Regions from separate parts of the Zea mays genome. Here all the other regions are linked to region 2. Evidence: chromatin contacts called from public Hi-C data. All regions are on one chromosome and are shown on one strand. Each heading gives the region's core, a stretch centred on a gene start, on an enhancer-like site or on the middle of the called end of the contact. The rest is flanking DNA. Distances are from core to core; before and after follow the strand shown. Region 1 holds the start of LOC100193894. Region 2 holds the start of LOC100274829. Region 3 holds the start of LOC100275925. Region 4 has its middle 17 kb from the start of LOC100283435.

The links. A called contact is a pair of places that touch in the nucleus more often than the background predicts.
Region 1: a contact with region 2 is called in a Hi-C map of bundle sheath, with 1.8 times the contacts expected there. The contact joins the promoter of LOC100193894 here to the promoter of LOC100274829 in region 2. A contact is called at or near these places in 2 of 25 Hi-C or Micro-C datasets (bundle sheath and leaf).
Region 3: a Hi-C map of ear shows a contact between it and region 2, with 3 times the contacts expected there. The contact joins the promoter of LOC100275925 here to the promoter of LOC100274829 in region 2. A contact is called at or near these places in 6 of 25 Hi-C or Micro-C datasets (bundle sheath, ear, endosperm and 3 more).
Region 4: a contact with region 2 is called in a Hi-C map of ear, with 2.4 times the contacts expected there. The contact joins the enhancer-like site here to the promoter of LOC100274829 in region 2. A contact is called at or near these places in 2 of 25 Hi-C or Micro-C datasets (ear and endosperm) and 1 of 3 datasets of contacts at active chromatin or transcription factors (seedling).

The regions. Positions count from the first base shown.
Region 1 is chr1:19,539,455-19,544,543 of Zm-B73-REFERENCE-NAM-5.0, forward strand. LOC100193894 reads right to left here and starts at 2,362. Exons shown (of 10, transcript NM_001138969.1): 1 at 2,285-2,362; 2 at 1,909-2,045; 3 at 1,736-1,782. The coding sequence starts at 2,321.
Region 2 is chr1:19,312,273-19,317,065 of Zm-B73-REFERENCE-NAM-5.0, forward strand. It overlaps LOC100274829, which reads right to left and starts at 2,088. Exons shown (of 1, transcript NM_001149097.1): 1 at 1,345-2,088. The coding sequence starts at 1,956. The coding sequence ends at 1,561.
Region 3 is chr1:19,468,201-19,473,060 of Zm-B73-REFERENCE-NAM-5.0, forward strand. LOC100275925 reads left to right here and starts at 2,843. Exons shown (of 1, transcript NM_001165450.2): 1 at 2,843-3,921. The coding sequence starts at 3,117. The coding sequence ends at 3,650.
Region 4 is chr1:19,441,179-19,445,836 of Zm-B73-REFERENCE-NAM-5.0, forward strand. No RefSeq gene overlaps it. Among protein-coding and RNA genes, the nearest start is that of LOC100283435, 17 kb to the right of the region's middle. Within about 2 kb of position 2,388, at least 20 of the 20 cell types and tissues checked have an H3K27ac peak or open chromatin away from gene starts, as enhancers often do. A contact at or near this core is called in ear, endosperm and seedling, where this site is marked.

The sequences.
Region 1 (5,089 bases), core at 1,112-3,611, 230 kb after region 2:
GTAAGGTGCCAGATGGTCTGCTATAAAACCAGACAGTCCAAAGTTATATCCAGACTGCCCGACAATATTTGGCACCGCCTGTGTGCCACATGGCGGGCTCAGCTTTGCAACATACATTCCGACATATGGAGCGAGACGGTCCACACGATGGTCGGACGGTCCGTGATAGTATGCGGACTGTCCGGCCATACTCAATGTTGACCTATTATACAACACAAGCAGTGACAACGGTTGCTCCAGGTATGAGTTTATCACTTTATCGACATACCATAATATGGTTTGGACTGAGAAAACCATTTGTTGCCAATGTGTTTGACATGGACGTTTTAGTGCCCAATTATGCGACGAAAAATTAGGTATATGATTTTTTTCTATTGCATGCTCTATCTTATCCAGAGACTCCACCATAAGTTCAATCCGATCATCTAAAGTATCCCTTATAGATTGAATATCGTGGGATGAGACAGTGTTACTTACGGTTGAGGGCTGCTGCAGGCTGCAGCAGGGCCATCAGGGAAGCGAGCTTAACTTCCCTCTCTTGGACCTTCTGGTGGTGATCTATCCTAAAGTGCGAGAGGTACCAACTCTCCATCTTCTCGCGCTCCTTAGCTTGTTGTTGCTTGAACTCCTTGTCCCACTTCTTCATGTAGTCTTCAAATTCCATCCGCTCAGCGGTTGACAAAGTAGTCAGCTTGTGTCGCTGTCTATAGAAACGTCGTTGCGATCTTTGGGATCGATCACCATGGTCGATCTAATAGATCTAACCTAATAGATCTAATCTAATATATCTGATATGATAGATTTGATCTTTTCGTCGCTAGTGGAGCCACACAAAAAGTGTGTTGCCACCTTTTTGAACCAAGCACTAATGATCCATAGATCCCACTCACGGGGAACAAGACCTTGGGGTCCTCTCTGCGAGGCAACAAACCATCCATGATAGATCACCATACAGTCCATGGTTGGTCACAAGACAAATAACACTACCTGCAATGCAGTTTTGGACTCCACCTTTATGTTGGCACCTTCTTAGGACCAATAGCAACGAACACTAACCTTCACGTGATGTGCATGACCGTGGGTTCGGCTCTGCGAGGTGCTGGACGGTTTGCGGTAGGTCACCGGGCCTTTCACGAGTAGGCAACGAACCGTCCATGATGACGAAGAGAGCCTCCTACAGAACCTGGATCTCGCCTCGAGAGGAGCATCGTCAGGGAAAGATCCTAGTGAATCTTGGGGTCAACAGGTCATCCAAGATGTCTCTAGACGACATAGAGTCGAATCGAGGTGAAGATTGATACGTGGAAAGTACAACTAAAGTTACACTACACCTACTCATAAGACATGAATGATAAATAAGGTAAATGAATTTGTTTAATTAGATTGTGTTCAGTGCTCTCAATCGGACGTACCAGTTTATATTTATAGGGGAGGTCTGAACCTGTTTTTAGACGAGATCTAATAGATTCCTGCAGATAGGTTAGTATTACCTGCACGTGATAAATACTCTCGTCCAAGCTAATTTGATCGTGGATCATCCAAACTATTCCGCGGATCGTAACATTAATATATTAATAGAGTACATAAGAAAGTACATCTATATTTTTCTATCTATATTTTTCTGAGATTTTTTATTATATATATGCAATCTCTTTTCGACGAATGCTATTAAAATTGAGTGAACAATAGAACAAAATGTGCTGAAGGAACTGTGTAGCGACTAGCGAGCACTCACCCGAAGGCTTCGTGGCCAAATATTCTGGGGATATTGTCAGGGAGATCCTGCAAAACCACACAAACAAAGGAAGTATAGCACGCTTGCGAGGCGGTGTACGCTCCGGCGACGAGGGCCAGAAGGTGGAAGGCCGGCAATTGCAGGAACGGACGACAAAGAAGAAGAAGCCAAACCTTCATGCGCCAGAACGTGACGTCGCTGTGGCAGAGCGACGTGCAGATGATCCGTATCCTGACCTCGTGCGCCTTGGGCGTGTCAACGACGACCTCCTCGATGGCCAGCGGCTCGCCGGCGGCCCTGCACACGGCCGCTGCGCGTCGCCGGAAAGGGAAGCCGATTAGCTGGGACTAAGTCCGACGAGACGGGTAGGGATACAGCAAATTAGAGCCTTTAATTGATTTTACTTTAAAATTGAATAGAAAATGAAGCTTGATTCTAATCCGATTCGATTATTAAATTTATAGTGTCCTAACGATGGGAGAAAGACGAGGCAGCGAAATCGAAACTGGTGCGGCAGAGCAGAGCTCCATAGCTGATCCAGCTGCGCACCTTTGCATCGGATGGGTTTGGGTCCCTGGTTCTCCATCGAAGATGCAGAAGACTCACCGGTTGTGCCGAGTTGATGCGCGCACGGTGGTTGCGAGAGACCAGAGCAGGAGTGGATATGTATATATAATGCCCAGAGCTAAGGGCTTCGTCCTCTACAGTTACAAGTCTCGTCTCCCGTTCCCTTTCTTTCATCTTTTTCTTCTTCCTTGACAGCGGTGTTTTCCGTAGGAGGAGCCATTTGGGTTGATCCGCCGCTCCGCGATTAGGCGTCCTTGAAGGGAAGATGCTTTCAGCTTGCCGTCGTTGACTCCCCTGCAGCTCCTTCTAGAATTTTATTTATAGCCCGTCCTTGCCTATCTCTGTTATTGCAAAGTACAATGGACTTAAAAAATCGTACAACTCTAAGAGCACAGAAGAGACTAGCTAAATAACTTGTTAAGCTAAATTTTAGTTATTTAATCATAAAATAATTTTTAACAGATTAGTCATCTAACTAGTCAAGCTATCTGACTCTCCAAATTAATCATTTTTAGGCTACTCTAGCGATACGGGAGAGGGGCGACCACATAGGGCCTCTCAAATCAAGAGGCCTAAAAAATTTATATATAATATATATTAATATATAGAGATGAAAGCTTTTCTCATACCATTGATATTACAAGAGAAATTGCAAGTAACTTCATCAAATGAATTGACGTCAGCATAGGAGATTCTTCGGTTCATTGTAATTGCATATTATTACCTAAATGTTTGTATTGCATATCAGATTTTATTGACCATATAGCCTCAATTAGTTGTTTTAGAGACATTATGTAGTATTAAATGAGGTGTATTTTTTACCGGTTTGAGGTATTCACAATGATTATATTATTATATTTATTACTTTTAGGGCTAGTTTAGCAACTCTAATTCCTATTTTTCCGAGGAAAAATAAATTAATTTTCCATGAAAAAATAGAAATCTTTTGAAAAAATGAGATTGTCAAACTAGCTCTTATATTTTTTTTATTCAAGTATATTTTTAGTGATACGAAGATTGGCCTAGGGCCTTTCAAAACCATGAGCCGGCCCTGAGCTTACCCATTCTCATCTCTATATTCAAAATCCATTATTTGAACAATGCAGTCTACAACACAAAAACAATCTAAAATAGTGTTTTGTGTGATCATATGGGTGAACTGTTGGAGACGATCTTAGCCAAACATGGCTAATCACACGGGCTAACCAAACTAACTTGCATATCGAAGAGTGTTGGATTGATATGCTATATATAGACTTTAATCTTTATGGAGAGATAAATAGAGAGTAAAAAATAGAGAGTCCCGTGGAGATGCTCTAAGGCTCTAATGGTGTTTTGTTCTTTTAGTCATCTTCTTAAACTTTAGGAACTAAACTTTAGTCCCTAGAAATCCTATTTGCAAGACTTATTTTAATCACTCCGTTTCGTGTTTTAGAAATTAAAATAAAGTTTAGGAGGTGGGTAATAAAACCCTCACCTAAATCTCTAACTCTGCATTTAGGCATACACTCCACAGTTTGACATAATTTAATAAAAATGACGACAATTATAACACCGTATATGTATATTTTAAAGATTTAATGTCACTTATTTGACACCATAAATATTGTTATATATATAGTTAAATTTAAAAGAAATACTCTCTCTGTTTTTTATTTATCGCGTTTTAGTTTAAAAACAAACTAGTGCACGATAAATATTCGAGAACGGATAGAATACTTTTTTATTAGGGACAAGAGGTATCTATCTATTTAATCAATTAGATTTATTTGGGGATAAGAGATATCTATCTATTATTATCTTATACAGCAGTCAGTAGTGTCACAACAAACTGTAATATTGCATGAGTGAATCTATGGATATTGAGAACTCCATGTCGCAAAGATTGATACTTAACGTTCATAAAATGCACCACAGAGAACGCCATTTTACCTTGTGGACCATACAAAGGGGAGCGTTGCCTAAATTTAAGCGTGTGTTTGGTTTAGGAGTGTGTTTGGTTTAGGATAACGTGGGATGGGACGACTTTGTTATTATTTTTTGGATGAGACTTCGGTTCTAATGTTTGGTTGTGGGGATAGGTTCGTCCCCATCTGTTGTTTGGTAGCAGTGATTGAAATGGATAATGAAGGCGTTTTTAACACCGTGAACCACCACCGTTACAACTTAGTACAAACATATGAAACTTATCTAATCCCCATCTTTCGCCAAACTAAACACATGCTAAATCGCTCCATGCAGTTATATGGAGCCAACCACTTGCCACTGCATGTATGTAGTAATTAATCGGACATGGCTCTTGGAAATGACAACTAAAGCTAATAAAAAGGAGCACTCAAAGTCATTTCATCTCGAGTAATAAGAGTAAGTATAATAATAGGCTATAAGAAAGCAAAATGCTAAATTGGAGGAGAGAAAAAAATAGGAAAGAAGCGGGTTGTTATCTTACAGCTGGCTTAGACACGAGAAAAAAAGGATTTTACATTAATAGTGAAGAGTTAACTATTATATAAATGGGATAAGAGATTGGCTACAACGATCCTTGCAGCCAGTATTTGGCTATATTATTAGCTTGCTCTAGGAGGTTGTAAGTAGTTTTCATGTTGATAGGAGGGGAGAGAAGAAAGAAGTCTCTACTAGTAGTATAAAAAGCACTAGGTTCTTCTTTGTGCACCACACTTTCTTTTCATCTCTCCCTGCCCCATCTACTCTCCCATGTTTAAATGGTAAAAAAGCAAAAAATAAGTACGTATGGGAATTTGAACCATGGTTATTGACTTCAAACAC
Region 2 (4,793 bases), core at 838-3,337:
GATACTCCCTTCATACTTTTTTATTCGTCACGTTTTAGTTCAAAAATAAATTAAAGAAAGATAAATATTCAAGAACGAAGTTAGTAAAAATATGTACGATAGTCTCCATGGAAACTTTCCAAAGCTCGCACTCTGGTTCATGTCGTCATCGGGTGAAGACGTCCACTATGGTTTTACTGTTTCGACCTTTGGAATATTCCTTTTTGTACTTTGTGACGTGGTAGTGGGGGAGGAGAGGCGAAAGGGACGCAATTCTGAATGCTTATGGGCCTCTGCAGCGAAAACGAAGCCCAGTCAAATCGTGACACCACCGTACGGCTTCTGTTTAAGGCCTTTCACTCTTCAAACTGTTGGGCCTAATGAACCACTACTGAACTTTATTCGGCCCATATGTGCGCCACTTTGTTCTCTTTGAGTCTTGAGATCCGTTGAGCTCGGCTTTCCAAAACAAAGCAAAGACGGAAAAGAAATGAAGGCTCTAGAGAAAAAGCTGAAAGCTAAAACATTCAGCATGAAGACAGCATGAAAACATTCAGCAGGAGGCATGTCCCGGGGCCGCACTTGAAACCTTTTTTTTTTGTAATCAGATTTTTGAAGTTTGATGAAGTTTATATAAAAAAAACATTGATATTTTTAACGAATCTAATGGCCCATATTTGTTAATCATAAATGCTGATTATTTTGTAAACTCGATTACATCAAAATGATTTAAATCGGATTGTGTTATTTTTCAGATGCAGGAAGTACTGCTCAAGAAGGGAAAAACTGGAAGCACCGCTCAAGACAGCTACAGCCTACAGCTGCAGCTATTTTTTACATAGCAACAGCATACTACATGCTAAAGTAAACGCGTCACGTACTCACATGGCGGCTGCCAGGTGCCAGCCGGATCCCGGAGAGCAACGATAAAAGCAAAAGAAAAAAAATCGATTACTGTATCTACAGAACACAAGATGCCAAAGACACCCCCAGCAGCATCTTGTGCAAGCATGTGAACTTTCTGCGCTGTCGAGAAGGGGAAGGCCAGTGGTGGCCACATGACTCAAGATGCTCTCCAGCATGAACACAGCTGTCCAACAATCACATCAGCTGCCGGAACAATTCCAGATTTCAGATGCTGTTTTATAGATGATGTAGATTTCCCAAGAACAAGCCGCAGCGTCAGTGAAAAAAATGGAAGATGTCGCGGTCTCAGCTCCTGGTTGCAGAGAGCAAGAGCATACAGTACAGCGCACACTGAAGATACTACGGAGAAGAATGAATGTAGTAGTCCAAAGCGAACACATCTGCTTCGTGCAATCGTGTGTAGTATACTAGTAATATGACAAGGGACAACGTGACGTACTAGAAACAAATGAAAGAATTCCATTAATAATCCTCTGGATCATGAATCATGATATTCATATGTAACAGCCCATCGCTACCCCCACTAGAATCTCTCACATAACCTCTGCTCTCTCAGTATCTAAGAAAGAATCACCCACGACCCACCCACACACACACGCACAAAAGTAAAACACGATAGTATAAACAGCACCGCCCGACGCCGCGGGGAGGCGTCTAGAACATGACGGCGGCTGCGACCGCGCCGGCGACGGCGACGAAGCCGAGGGCGGAGGCGCGCGAGGCGGCGCCGCTGCCGGAAGGCGCGACGGTGGGGGCGCCGGCCGGGGTGGTGGAGACGGACGAGGTCGGGGCCTTCGCGGACGGCGCAGAGGCGGCGGGGCCCTCGGTGGGCGGGGCCGGAGGAGAGGCCAGCGGGGACGGCGCCGCGGCGGTCGGCGGCTTGGCGGCCGGCGCCGGGGCGGTGGCCGGGGACCGCACAGGGGGTGGCGGCAGCGGGGCCATCCTGGGCGCGGCCTTGGGAGCTGTGGTCGGGGTGGCGGCCGGGGCCTGCGCCGCCGCGACGACGGCGAGGAGGGCGACGATGGCGGCGACCACGGCGAAGCGAGCCATTAGGATAGTTGCGGCGGCGGAGGAGGAGGAGGAGATAGACTCGGCTAGAGATGCGGCTGGAGAAGCGGGCGGTTACTGGAGAGTGTGATTTGGGATTCTCCGGTGAATGCTTGGACTCGATCTGCGAGTTGTGAGTTGGAACCGATGGGCGGGGCGGGGTATTTATAGCGGGCAACGGGGTCATGGCCCATGGGCCATGGCCTCTCGGCGACCCTTCCGCGGGCCATGACCTCTCGGCGACCCTTCCGCCCCGGCTCTCTCTCAGGTCGGTTCACGAACAGCTGTGACGTTGGAGGCTCCCTGACGCGTGGGGTCACGTAACGTTGGACCGGGCTGACATCCAGCGAAGGCGGCGAACGAGTCGTTGAGCGGCGCCGTCCGGTTTGACGCTTGCAGCAGCGGCACCGCGTCGCGGGTGGTGACGTGGGGTGGGGGACCGCTGGAGGACGGTGCCAGTGCCTGACTAACGAGTAACGACTAGTTTCCGCGTGCAGGTGGTGCCACCTTTGCCGTCGGATGCGGAACGGACGCGGGGAATCGGGGTGGTCGGCGTCTTTCGTGGCTAGATTACCGGGGTGGCTGGCTGGGTTTCCTTTGGCCACGCCCACGCGCCACAGCCGGACGACAGGTCGGTTTGAATTGTTTATTCACGCTTTACGAGTAGGAAGTCCAGCCTCAGCACATCTGTATTTTAAAACCTCGTCGCCACTGGCCTAAGTGCCTAACGGTATAGAAGATTTTTATCTTCATAAAACTATAATCTAGTTCTATAAAATTTATATTAATATAGTACCATTATTAGCGTCAACTGTATAAAACCTCGTCGCCACTGGCCTAACGGTAAACTTTATAAAACCTCGTCGAATCTGGCCTAACGGTAACGGGCAGGAACCAAGAGAAGGCGTTGAGAAAGGCAATAGGATCGGGACACCGGACATATGCAGCTGGGATCCGAAGGGATTAAAAATTCTCTCCGTCTTTGGGCCTGTTTAGTTTTCCTAGACTAAAACATAAAGGCTACAATCTAAAGGCATGTACAACCTAAACACTGCTGCACGGTACTCCAAGTATAAGACACAACTAAAATACTAATAATACACTGGTCATGTCTAAAACATGTGTCTAATGATATTCATTGTACCAATCAAAGCATTCAATAAATTAAAGTGACCAATCAGCTAGTCTCCTGTCTCGAACATAGAGCTAAGACAATGTGTCTTCGTCAAGATACATGTCTTGAGTTTTTACATTCACCCCCCTAAACACACTCTAAGACACAACTTAAGACATCCATCGTACATGCCCTAACCAATTTTTTAACGTAATATAGGTAGGGCTGGGCAAAAAACCCGTAACTCGAAACCCGAACCCGAAATACCCGAAACCCGAATTTTGTTCGAAAATTTCGGGTAGCAACTTGCAAAACCCGAATTTATTTTGGGTAATTCGGGTATCACAATCGGGTACCCGAATTACCCGAACTTTCATGTGTCATGTACTCATGTCATGCTTAATTATTAATTTGTAAATCTATAATTATGTGTAAGTGTGTATAACTTGTGATTGTAGATTGCTTGTGTTTTATGTGTCCATGTATATCATTATTCAAACTATATTTTTATACTAATTTAATAGGATGTATGTGTTTTTATGAAGCCGACACAATAGTTCGGGTAGTTTGGGAATACCCGAACCCGAACCCGAAATTCTGGGTACCCGAATTTTCAGGTATTGCAAAACCCGTTGTAATTTCGGGTATCGATTCTCAAAACCCGAAATTTTAAAGACCCGAATTACCCGACCCAAAATTTTTGGGTAACCCGAACGCCCACCCCTAAATATAGGGGTGGAAACGAGCCGCTCGGCTCGGCTCGTCCATCTGGCGAGCTCGGAAAGCGGCTCGGCTCGCGAGCCAATGAGCTTAGCCATAAAACGTAAATCTTCTCTCTAAATAATAATATAAAATCTTAGAAATATTTTTAATAACATATTTTAAATTAGTAAAATGATATATCACAAATATAATATAGAAAATAGATTATTTTTATAGTAATCTCAAATAACATAAATTATTGTCTACTCGATACTAATATTATATGCTAATTAAGATTTTATGTAACAAACGCTCGGCTCGCTCATTTCACGAGCCACAAAAATAGGCTCGGCTCGGGCTCATTCTGAGCGTCGAGCCGGTCCGAGCCGAGCTGCTGCGAGCCCGAGCCAGCTCGTCGAGCTTGAGCTTTTTTCCCAGCCCTAACGTAATATCAGGAGCTCTGTATTTTAATTAATAAGAAGAATCTAATTGACCTAATTTTAAAGAAAATTGGACCAAAAAAGTACACAAGGTGAACAGCAGAGAAAACCAAAGGAAGACCCTACAAATGACCCAGACAACAACAACGCTATACACAAAGTCCATCTAGAGTCATCGTTGTTTATCTCAACACAGGGGACGAGCAACTCCAACTCTCCAGGACGGTTGCACATGGCCAAAGGAACTCGACGATGCCTACACTCAAATACCGGCACACAATGAGGAAGACAATGGAGCGCCATCGCTGCTAAGCCTCGACATACCCCATGTGAGGCAGCTCCGATCATTCACCATCCAATCTCGATCCTCCGTCTTGCCCCGACTTTTGCCCAACCTTCGAAACAAACAAGTCCACGAAGAAAGGGGGTTCGCCTCATGTTATCGTTGTCGAGTCACATTCTCTAACATAGCAGCTACGACTTCACGATGCAAGACCCTACCTCCACCCGCATACCGGGCGTCGAGAAGCGAAAGCAACTACTGAAGGCAACGTCGTGGCTGAGACGAACTTCAGCGGCGAGTC
Region 3 (4,860 bases), core at 1,593-4,092, 160 kb after region 2:
CTTTTGGACGGAAACCCACTTATCTTCTATTTTGGGCCTTTTGGGTTGTGTGATCTATGTACTAGCTTTATATCGGTCCGTCTAGAGCCCTACATACAAATGTACAGTTAGTGCTATACACGCAAGGAAAGACGCACCAAAACTGTTCGTGGCGACTGGCGAGAAGCCGAGAAATACAGCATATATTTATTTATTTTTCTTCTTTTTTTCCTGAAAAGAACGGCAGGAGATTTTACGATCTATGTATTGACAGGGTAGAAGTGCATCACAGATGACAAATGAAAAATGTACTGATGAAATACTACTACTACTAATAATAATAATAATAATAATAATATCTATTACCAATAAATATTTAATGTACATAAAATTGATTTTAAAAATGTACTAAAATTTTGCTTCTAACGTCTCATTACATAACGGTGCCTTACATAACTCCTCTGGATGATGTTATAACCTTATCAGCTTGTTTTTTCTTTTTTTTTCTTACATCTATATGGATATCTTCTACAGAACATGATTGCACGATGAAATTAAAATAGAACAATAATTAACTGAAAGCTATTGCGTGCTACTTGCTAAGTTAAAAAATTATTAAATTCATTTATAAAATATTATCAACTTTGTAGAACTTATAATTTCTCAAGATTCTTCGGTAGATGATACCGTTCGAAGAGTGAGGCTTAAATTAGGTGATGAGCTAAGAAATGAGATAGAAAATCTGATAGAGATGGCCTTAGGTATTTACTCCTAGGTGTTAGAACACGGTGCAATACATATGTAGGAGACATAACGGTAATATCAGATTAAAGAGACAGAGAACGATAATATCAGATTAAAGAGACATAGGGACTATAGATGGCTAAACGGGCCTGACTCGGGCCAGCCCAGTCCGTTTTAGGCATGGTCCACCAGGCCTGGCTAGCGAACCGTGCCATGCTGGATGGGCCCAAGTGCCGCGGTAGCAGCCCAGGCATGGCCCGTTGCCTTGCTCGCCGTGCCGGCCCGGTAGCACGTTAGCTCATCTAAGTATATTGTATAATTTAGCAATAAAATATGTAGCTATGGGCTAGAGCACGCACCCAAGTGTATAAAAAAAGAATTAAACACACCTACCTAGCCAATGTGGCTGCAATTTTATTGTGTTATATGTGAATTCTTATATTTAATAATGTAAATATTAATTTTAAAATAAAAAATATAAGCGTATCGTACCTGTATCAGAACTACGGGTCGAGATGATAGCTCAGTCATAACACTATACAAGTTGAATGTTTCCAATGTTTCAATTTGCAGATACATAGGGAAATTAAGTAAGGGTGATACTGAAGCCGAGCATCAAAGCCTCAATCCTCGCCCAAGCCGGCTCTAATGGAGAAAAGGTGATGACGGTCACAATATTTAGCCATTTATTCTCGTTTTAGACATGGTTCTAATCCTGTGTATTTGTCGTGTGTTTCTATTCTACGATTTAATTGGTTGTGTGATAAATATTATACGACCTAAATCTTTCTATGTTCTCCGTCGCTGGAGTGACCAGGCACGACTTAGCGCCGAGGGCACACACATTCTATCCGATCAATCTCCAATCAAAATCCCAGGACACTGATCACGTTGTTTTTCTTGAAACGAACATGAATGCACGTCACTGGGGAGGAGTTGGGAGGCAGGCAACTGGTAGCTCACCGACCAAAAGGCCAACTGTGCGGGACGGCAGGGCGAAAGCAGCCCAGGTACCGCTAGCACGGCGACAAGCGAGCGAGAGAGCACGAAAGCGGCGGCTTCGCCCTTGCACACGTGCTACCGCATCTGCATGCCCCGCCCCGACCGACCGCACGCGTCCTTGTCTCGTTCCCGGCCGGCGGCCTACCAAATATCCAGCGGTCCAGCCGACGCGAGCGCCACCAGACGCGGTGCTTTGCTGCCCCCCGTACTACTAGTGATCGGTGGCCCCGGTCCCGGATGTCTGAACCCACGCCGAGCACGCGGCACCGGCGACCAATTTCTTGCCCCGCCAGCCCGACCCGTAGGGCGCACGCGCACCGGCCGTGCGCGAGGCACACGCGCGCATCGGAGAGCTGCGTGCCGTGCGTGGCTGCCTGCCTGCCCGCGGTCAAGTCCACCGTGCGAGTGACGCGACGCCGACGGCACGCGGTCGGCGGTTGCGCTCGCGGGCCATGGCCGCTGACTGTCTCGCAGGCAGCACCAGCCCTCGGTGGCCATATCTTTCGAGCACAGAAGAAAAAGGAGAAAAAAAAGTTGGAGGAGGTCGCGAATACCAAATCCCACTGCGGGACGGGAGACGTGCAACGGAAGGAAGAGTACGCTAGGAGACCAGCTTGCTTTGACCGTCCGCCGGGCGGGCGTGCGTGCGTGCGTGGAAAAAAAAGAGCTGTCTGCGTTTCCTTTGAGCGGGACGTGTGTGGCGAAACAAGGGACGGGAGTGGCCGGAGACTGCAAACATACGCTGGAAACTTCGCCACAAAAATAAAATAAAATAAAATAAAGCATGCTAGTCGTCGCCCACCTTTTCTTCCCACCTGTAAAAATCATGCCTGCTGATTAGTGGAATCATAGATTGGTTTCCTCAAGGGTCAATCAGGAATTCACCTAAGCTGGTGGTAACTTGGCAGAAAAGGACAAACTAATGCTCCTTTTTATCGGCGACAAATGGGAACATGTGGAATTATTAGCCGTGCAGTGCAGGTATCTATCTCACTGCGCTGCGCTACAACTGCGCCCTCGTTTAACAGCACCATGCTCCGCTCTTTGGTTTGGTAACCGCTGAGTGTGAGTCCATTTCGTGGCTTCTATTTATTTTTAATAATTCAAAAACGGAAGCAAAATGATGCTCCGATATATTGGCTCGCGTAACGCGGCCCCGCCCCCTTTTTTATCTCAACGACCCTTCCCTTACCTTCCCATCCCCCATTTCCTCAACGGACCCCGCCCGCGATTTCACTCCTTCTCTCCCCCGCGCGCGCGGCCTCCCCGTGCCCGTGCGTGCGCCAACACCGCGCAGCCACGCCACGCCACGCCCGTCGAAAGCCCCAAGCACCCGGCCAGCACGCGCAGTAGGCCGCCGAGGCACAGAGCCGGCGGCCGGCGCCTCGGCTATGCGGCGGTCAGAGTGGGAGGACCGGTGCAAGCGGCACCCGGAGCACCGGACGTCCAAGGGCGTGTGCCCCTACTGCCTCCGCGACCGCCTCGCGCACCTCTCCGCGTCCTCCTCGGCGACCACCACCACGCGCGCGTCCTCGTCCTCGGCGCCCACGTCCCCGTGCTCCTCCGGCGGCTCGTCCCCGCCGCCCCAGTACCGCGCCGCGCTCTCCGCGGACGTCAGCTCCGTCCACGTCGTCGTTGCCGGGTCCTCCTTCGCCGACGTCGCCGCCTTCTCCCAGCCGCTCATGCCGACCTCCGCCAACAAGAAGCCGCCGCCCGCGAGCCAGGACGAGCCGGCCAGGGGGAAGGGCGAGGCGAAGAGGAGGAAGAGCGGCAAGAAGAAGAAGATCGGGAGGTTCCTGTCCAGGCTCGTTGGCGCGGAGAGGCGGCGGCACACCGGCGACGGCGGCGGCGACGGCGACGGCGCCGAGCTCTTCCACTCCAGAACCATGAAGGAGAAGACGGCGTCCAAATGGGTGTTCTTCTGAATCCCCTCGTCAGATCAGATGCCAGCACCATGCTGCACACACACGCGCGCTTGAGGGCCGGTTTCCTCGATCGGTCGGTATGGAGTTTTTTCCCCCCACTTCAAGTACTCCTGTGCTTCAATCCGCTGCAGTTAGTTAGCATGGTTTCTCTTTCCGACTGTGTACACGAGACAAGCCAAAACTATGGATCATTATAAGGTTATTTGAGAAATATTGTATGCTTATTTTGTAAAATTAGAAGAATAAAAAAAAGAAAACAGCTACGAAGTGTATATTGTGTGGCTGCCAGTTCTATTTCCAGTATCCAACAGTGTTTAGTTTGTATATATGGCTTGTGTGCCATGATAATTTCTTTGGATTGGCGACGAATCCAACCGGTTTTCTTCTGCTGAAACAGTGAGTTAGTATGAGGTTATCTAATAACCTATGTTTACTCTACGTATAAAATCATTTTCATCTATTTGAATTGTCTACTGTAATTGACCGGCGATATGTAATAAGATACAGGCGTACACGTATATGGACATCATCCGTGAAGTAGGCAAAATCGATGAAGCAAATGGTCCGGGCATGCTTTTACCAACCATCAGTTGGTCTTGGTCATGGACTCATACCAGAGCCAATTCCTTTTCTACTTACTAATCGCTAGCACTTACCATCAATTGGTCTTGTCATAGCTACACGTGTTTTGTTTGTATTGCAGTACTAGTTTCTTTTTTCTTCTTCTTCAAAATATTCAAAAAAGGGGTCTCTTATTTCATTTCTTCATTTGTTGTTTGGCTGCTTCTTGCGTGCTGAATCATCTGCGCGTCTCTTTTGCTTTTTTTGAGCTCCTTTGCTGGTGTTACATCATTTTGATGCGAAGGTGGCTTGTCCTGATCCGGATTTGTTTGCTCTTAGCCGGACTCCATCTACCTTCCCCCATCGTGCTTGGTTGGGCACGGTAGCTCAACAACAACAAAAAAAAAGCAGCTTCATCTGCTGTTGCCGCTGAGGAATCGGGGTTTCCTAGGTTGTTCTACAGGAATATAGGATCGAGAGCATTGTTTCGTGTGGAATGCATCGTTGTACGTGGGGTGGTGTACTTTGAGAGGAGAGCCTATACATGGAACGGGATAATTCGCCACATGCGCGGGCAAATCTCAAAGTTCGCTGCACCTCTGCGCTGCGAATCACATCAATTAGTTTATTTATACTCCTTCCACCAGTT
Region 4 (4,658 bases), core at 1,138-3,637, 130 kb after region 2:
ATACAACATTAAATTAAAATATCATTATTTAAATAAAGTCAAATATTTACCCCCAGAAGCATTATGCAGTGTGATTCTTCATCTTTTGAAGGTTATCAATTATAACATCATCGGGAATTATACTACTATAGCGGGCTCAACAAAACATATGATGCAGTCATTCATAGTCATACTTCATATAAAATTTGTCAAGTTAAATTATTAATTGTCTACACATGTACAAAATAAGCCACTAGGGCACGAAAAAGAATTAAATACTCAGATACTGAAATATTTGCATCTGCCATGATGAACTCAACCAGCAGAGGCCAAACTGGTTAATGTTTGCAACGTGTGTTGTTTAGTTCATTTAGAAGAATTTATATCTGCCTCACCATGTGTCCATGTCAAAAATCACTGAGACCACGCATGCATTGTCAGCCATGTTCATAACATTTTGAACATGCATTAAGTACTACCATCCGTATTCAGAACAGTCGTGCGGTAACCAGCATGCAGAAGGCAAATTGATCCATAGGAAGAAGGCAAATTGATGCGAGAGGACTGAGGTCCAGCTACATCATGAACTGTTGTCATCTACAGTAGGTGCCAACAAATATCATGAGTTTTGTTAAAACCATTGCTGTTCTTGGACAGCAATACGGCCAACGTGGCTCCGTCCATGCTGATGACAATGGATTGCACACAGATTCTAAGACTCCATGTGAGAGGAAGAGGTGGACTAGGTATTAAATATGTAGCTTGTATTATTATAAAGTTATTATATGTATAGGCTTCTATTTGGGTATATATAAGACATGATAATATTATAAAGTTCACTAAAGATTATATTATTAAACTAGCTGTGTCGATCAAATCCATTTTGCTGGTACGTCGGCGGGCCCTCACTCACACACTATGAAAAACGACAGTGGAAACGTAGGAGCACGCAGGCACAGCAGTAGAACTAGCTCGCACGGAAAAGCAAGCCTACAGAGCACAGTAGGGTCACGGCATCTCCTTCGTGCTCAAAAAGCTCGGACAGTTGCCGGTACCACTTTTATCAGTAACGGCTACAGGACGTGGGCACGTGGCGAGTTTTGCACGGTCTCCAGCGCCTAGCGCAAAAATCCAACCATGCACTCAATGACACGCACGTTTCTGAAGCGCGGAGCGCAGCAAAGGTCAGGAAAGCAACCACGCGTGGCCAGTGGCCGGCGAGGAGGAGGATAAGACTCGAAAGCTGCACACTGCGATGGTCGTTTTCGCTAATCTGGCCTTTGTCGTCGCCTCGTCGGCGTCTGAGATCACTCCAGATCAGTGAGATGAATGGCGCGCGGCTCCAGAGAATGGTGCCATGTCTGACTTTTCCACGCATGTGAAAAATACGTCCAAAGGCTTCACTGTGCGTTATTTACACACGGACTGTTGCGCGCACGGCGCATCCGTCGTATGTGTGAGTGTGACCGCATGGGTTGGGTGGGCCGCCGACACGAACAGCTCGGCTGGCTCGGCACGGCACGCCGTGGCCGTACCCGTAGTACGCCGCCTGCGGCCGGAGATCGACAAAGCAAGGCACGCACGACGAGGCAAGGAAGCGGGTGAGAATCGCGTGTGTCGTCCCGTCCTCTAGGCTCTCACAGCCTCTGCCTGTTTCCCCGGACGACGCCAAAACCGAGTCCGATTCGTCTACTCCGCGGCTGATGCCTCTGCCTGTTTCCATTCGGCGCGTCTGCTCAGGCATCTGAACCGGCCGGTGACACCTAGGCGCGCGCCCTTCTTCCCTACTCCCTAGTATCGCCCCCGCGCGCTGTGCCTCACCTCTACCCGTCCGCCTGTGCGCAACTGCCGACGTGTTCCCGGGCGCGCGGGCTCCGGCGCTCGTCCACCACCCCACCCGGCGTCGCGGCCACGGCGTCGCGGCTGTCACGGTCCGAGACCGACGCACCACGGGGCCGGTGGTCAGTAGCAAGGACCCGGCAGCGGCACGCCGTGTCACTTCTAAAACTGTGGGCTCAGCAGCGGCGAAGGGGAGGGAGGCTGCGCGTGGCTGGCGGTGGACCAGTGTAAAGCCCGCCGCGCCGATGCAGCAGGAGAGTTTTTTTTTTTAGTGCGCGTGGCCAGAACCGGCCAGAAGACTGGTGGTGAGCGAGACTAGCGGGGCAGTGGCAGAGCACTAGCGAACACCAAATGTCCGGTAGCGATCGAAAGCTGCCGTCCTGCATGGCATGCCAGCCACGCCGTCGCGTCGTGCATGGATCCAGACTTCCAGAGCAGCACAGGTCGAGTCAACACAACAGCCGCTCCTTTGCCTTTATTACCACGTGGCATGTCCGTTCCTGTAGCCTGATAAGGCTGGCGTCGGGCCCGGGGCGGGACCAGATTTGACGACGCCCTACAGTTTGTAGTAGCGGTACTACTGGACGTTGCAAACGGTACTGTGTGCGTGCTCTGACCGGAAGCCTGCCCCACCCAGCTATGGTCTCGGGTCACCGAACGTGGGGCATCGCCAACCGGTGTGTATACAGGATTGGTATCCACACCTCCGAACCGATAGACGCCATGGGCTATGTATGCGGCGTCGACTGTCCTCTCCTTTTTCTAGTTGGTGACTGCCGGTGGCGGTGGTTCTCCGCGCTGCCGTTGGTCCTCCCTCCCCGTCCGTGAACCCTCCCAACCTGATGCTGTTCTCTTCTTCGGGGTGGCGAGGCCGTCGTTTCCCCCCGTGTCCGTGATTCCGTGAAGGCCGGCTGCAGTGGCAGACAGGCGCAGCGCGCCGCTTTCTTTCGATCGCACCCGTCGTCTCAGCAGCAGAAGCAGCAGCAGCTTTTCCACTGTCCTGACAGGATCACTCACACTCCTGCCCATGCCATGCACTGATGACCGATGCACGCACACCTCGTTTCGTTTTCCAAAGTTTTCTACTCCGGGCACGGGCGGTCTGCTGGGCAGGGCTGGGCCTGGGCATGCGCAGAACTGGTGGATGGCATCGCAGCACGGCCGAACCGAACGCGAACCGGAACAGAGCTCCGTCCCCGGCGGCGGCGCCGGCCCGGCCAATGGAGAATCGTCGTCGGGTCCGAGCCGAGGGACGTGGGAAGAAGACGACACACACACCCACACCCACACGTCGCTGCCCGTCTCAGGTCCTGGCACTAGGGAGTGGGAGTGTGTGTTGGCACTTTAGCCATCCATCCATCCATCAATCAATCGGTGTCAGTCAGTCAGTCGGTCGGCAGTGCCCACGACTTTTTTTTCTGCGTGGGGTGGGCCCAAAAGAGGTTGCTTCTCCCTCCCTCCCTCCGCGCCCTGCTTTTTTCAGAGGTCTAGGAATAGATTCCCCGGCTACCCCGTTCTGAGGGCGCGGGAAATCGGACGCAGTGGCTGGCGTTTCGTACAAGAGATAGGAACTCGGATAACAGCGTCCATACATTGAAATGTTCGGGCTTCCGGAACACGTCGTTCGGATGTTGGGCAATGCTCATCTGTTCAGGTTGTGCTCGAATAAAACGCAGCAGCCAGCGGGACAGTCTTCACCTCACTATCTTTTTGCGTCGGTGGCCTGTTCCTTTTATGAGGAGACCGATGGTTTGGCAGGGCCCCCGATCTCGATCGAACCGCCAGCACGGCACCCACACCGTACCCCATGTCGAGAAGCATGCAGAAACCATCATCGTCTTCGTGCACCCCTGCGAAGAGTTCCGTTGTTGTGCTGTGCCTGTGCGTCACCCTCACCCTGATGTTGATGAAACCAGCCGAGCCGGGTAGATCACGGTGTTGACAAAGCGGCCGGGCCGGATAAGGTAGCCTTTGGATCATCCACGGTCACCCCGAAATTTAATAAAAGCCGCCCTCTCGCCGTCTCGCGTGCATGCATGCATGGCCATGCAGATGCACGAGCACGACACGAGGAGAAAATCTTGGCCGAGGCCGCCGTACCGAAGCATTCAACTTTCAACATCGCTACGCCTACGCTAGCTAGCTAGCCTGCCTTGCTGCGTGCCGTGCCGTGGGAAAAGATGAACACGAGAGAGCATCGCATCTAGAAGAACGTCGATCGAGAGTGCAGCAGCAGGAGGAGCTGAGGAGCGCCGTGCCTGGCGTCTGCCTAGGCCCTAGGGTTTCGAGCCGTAGCCTTTTAGGCTGCTAGCTCCAACTGCAGCAGCATCAATCGCTAGGTGTATAGGTTGAGCCGCCGCACTTTAGGACCTCGCGCTCGCGGTCCTCCTTTACTTTAATCTGTCCGTGGGTCCCGGGACGGTTCCTAAAGCGCTGCTCTGAGCTGGGCTGCCGGCTCGGTGGTGCCGTCTCCGCCGGCACAGTGCCTGCCACGTTTCGCCACCACACAACACAAGAGCTCTGCTCAGCTTCGGCATACGGCGGCTTACCGTACCGTCTCTTCGATCCTGTGCTGTGTCTGAATCTGATGATGAGCTCCAGCCAGCACCCCCAGCCGAACCAAAGAACGTGGCTCTGCCCCCGGTAGCGGTAGCGGTAGCTCCTTCATCAGTTCCTGCAGAACATGGACATATGCACCAGCACCATTATTCGCGGCACAGTACAGTACAGCTGCACCTGGAGGAGTATTCTATTTAATTTACGGGGGTAGGAGCATGCATAGAGAATAGAGATTGTGTTTTAGATGTCATGCACATGCATCTTACATACACCACGTCGCG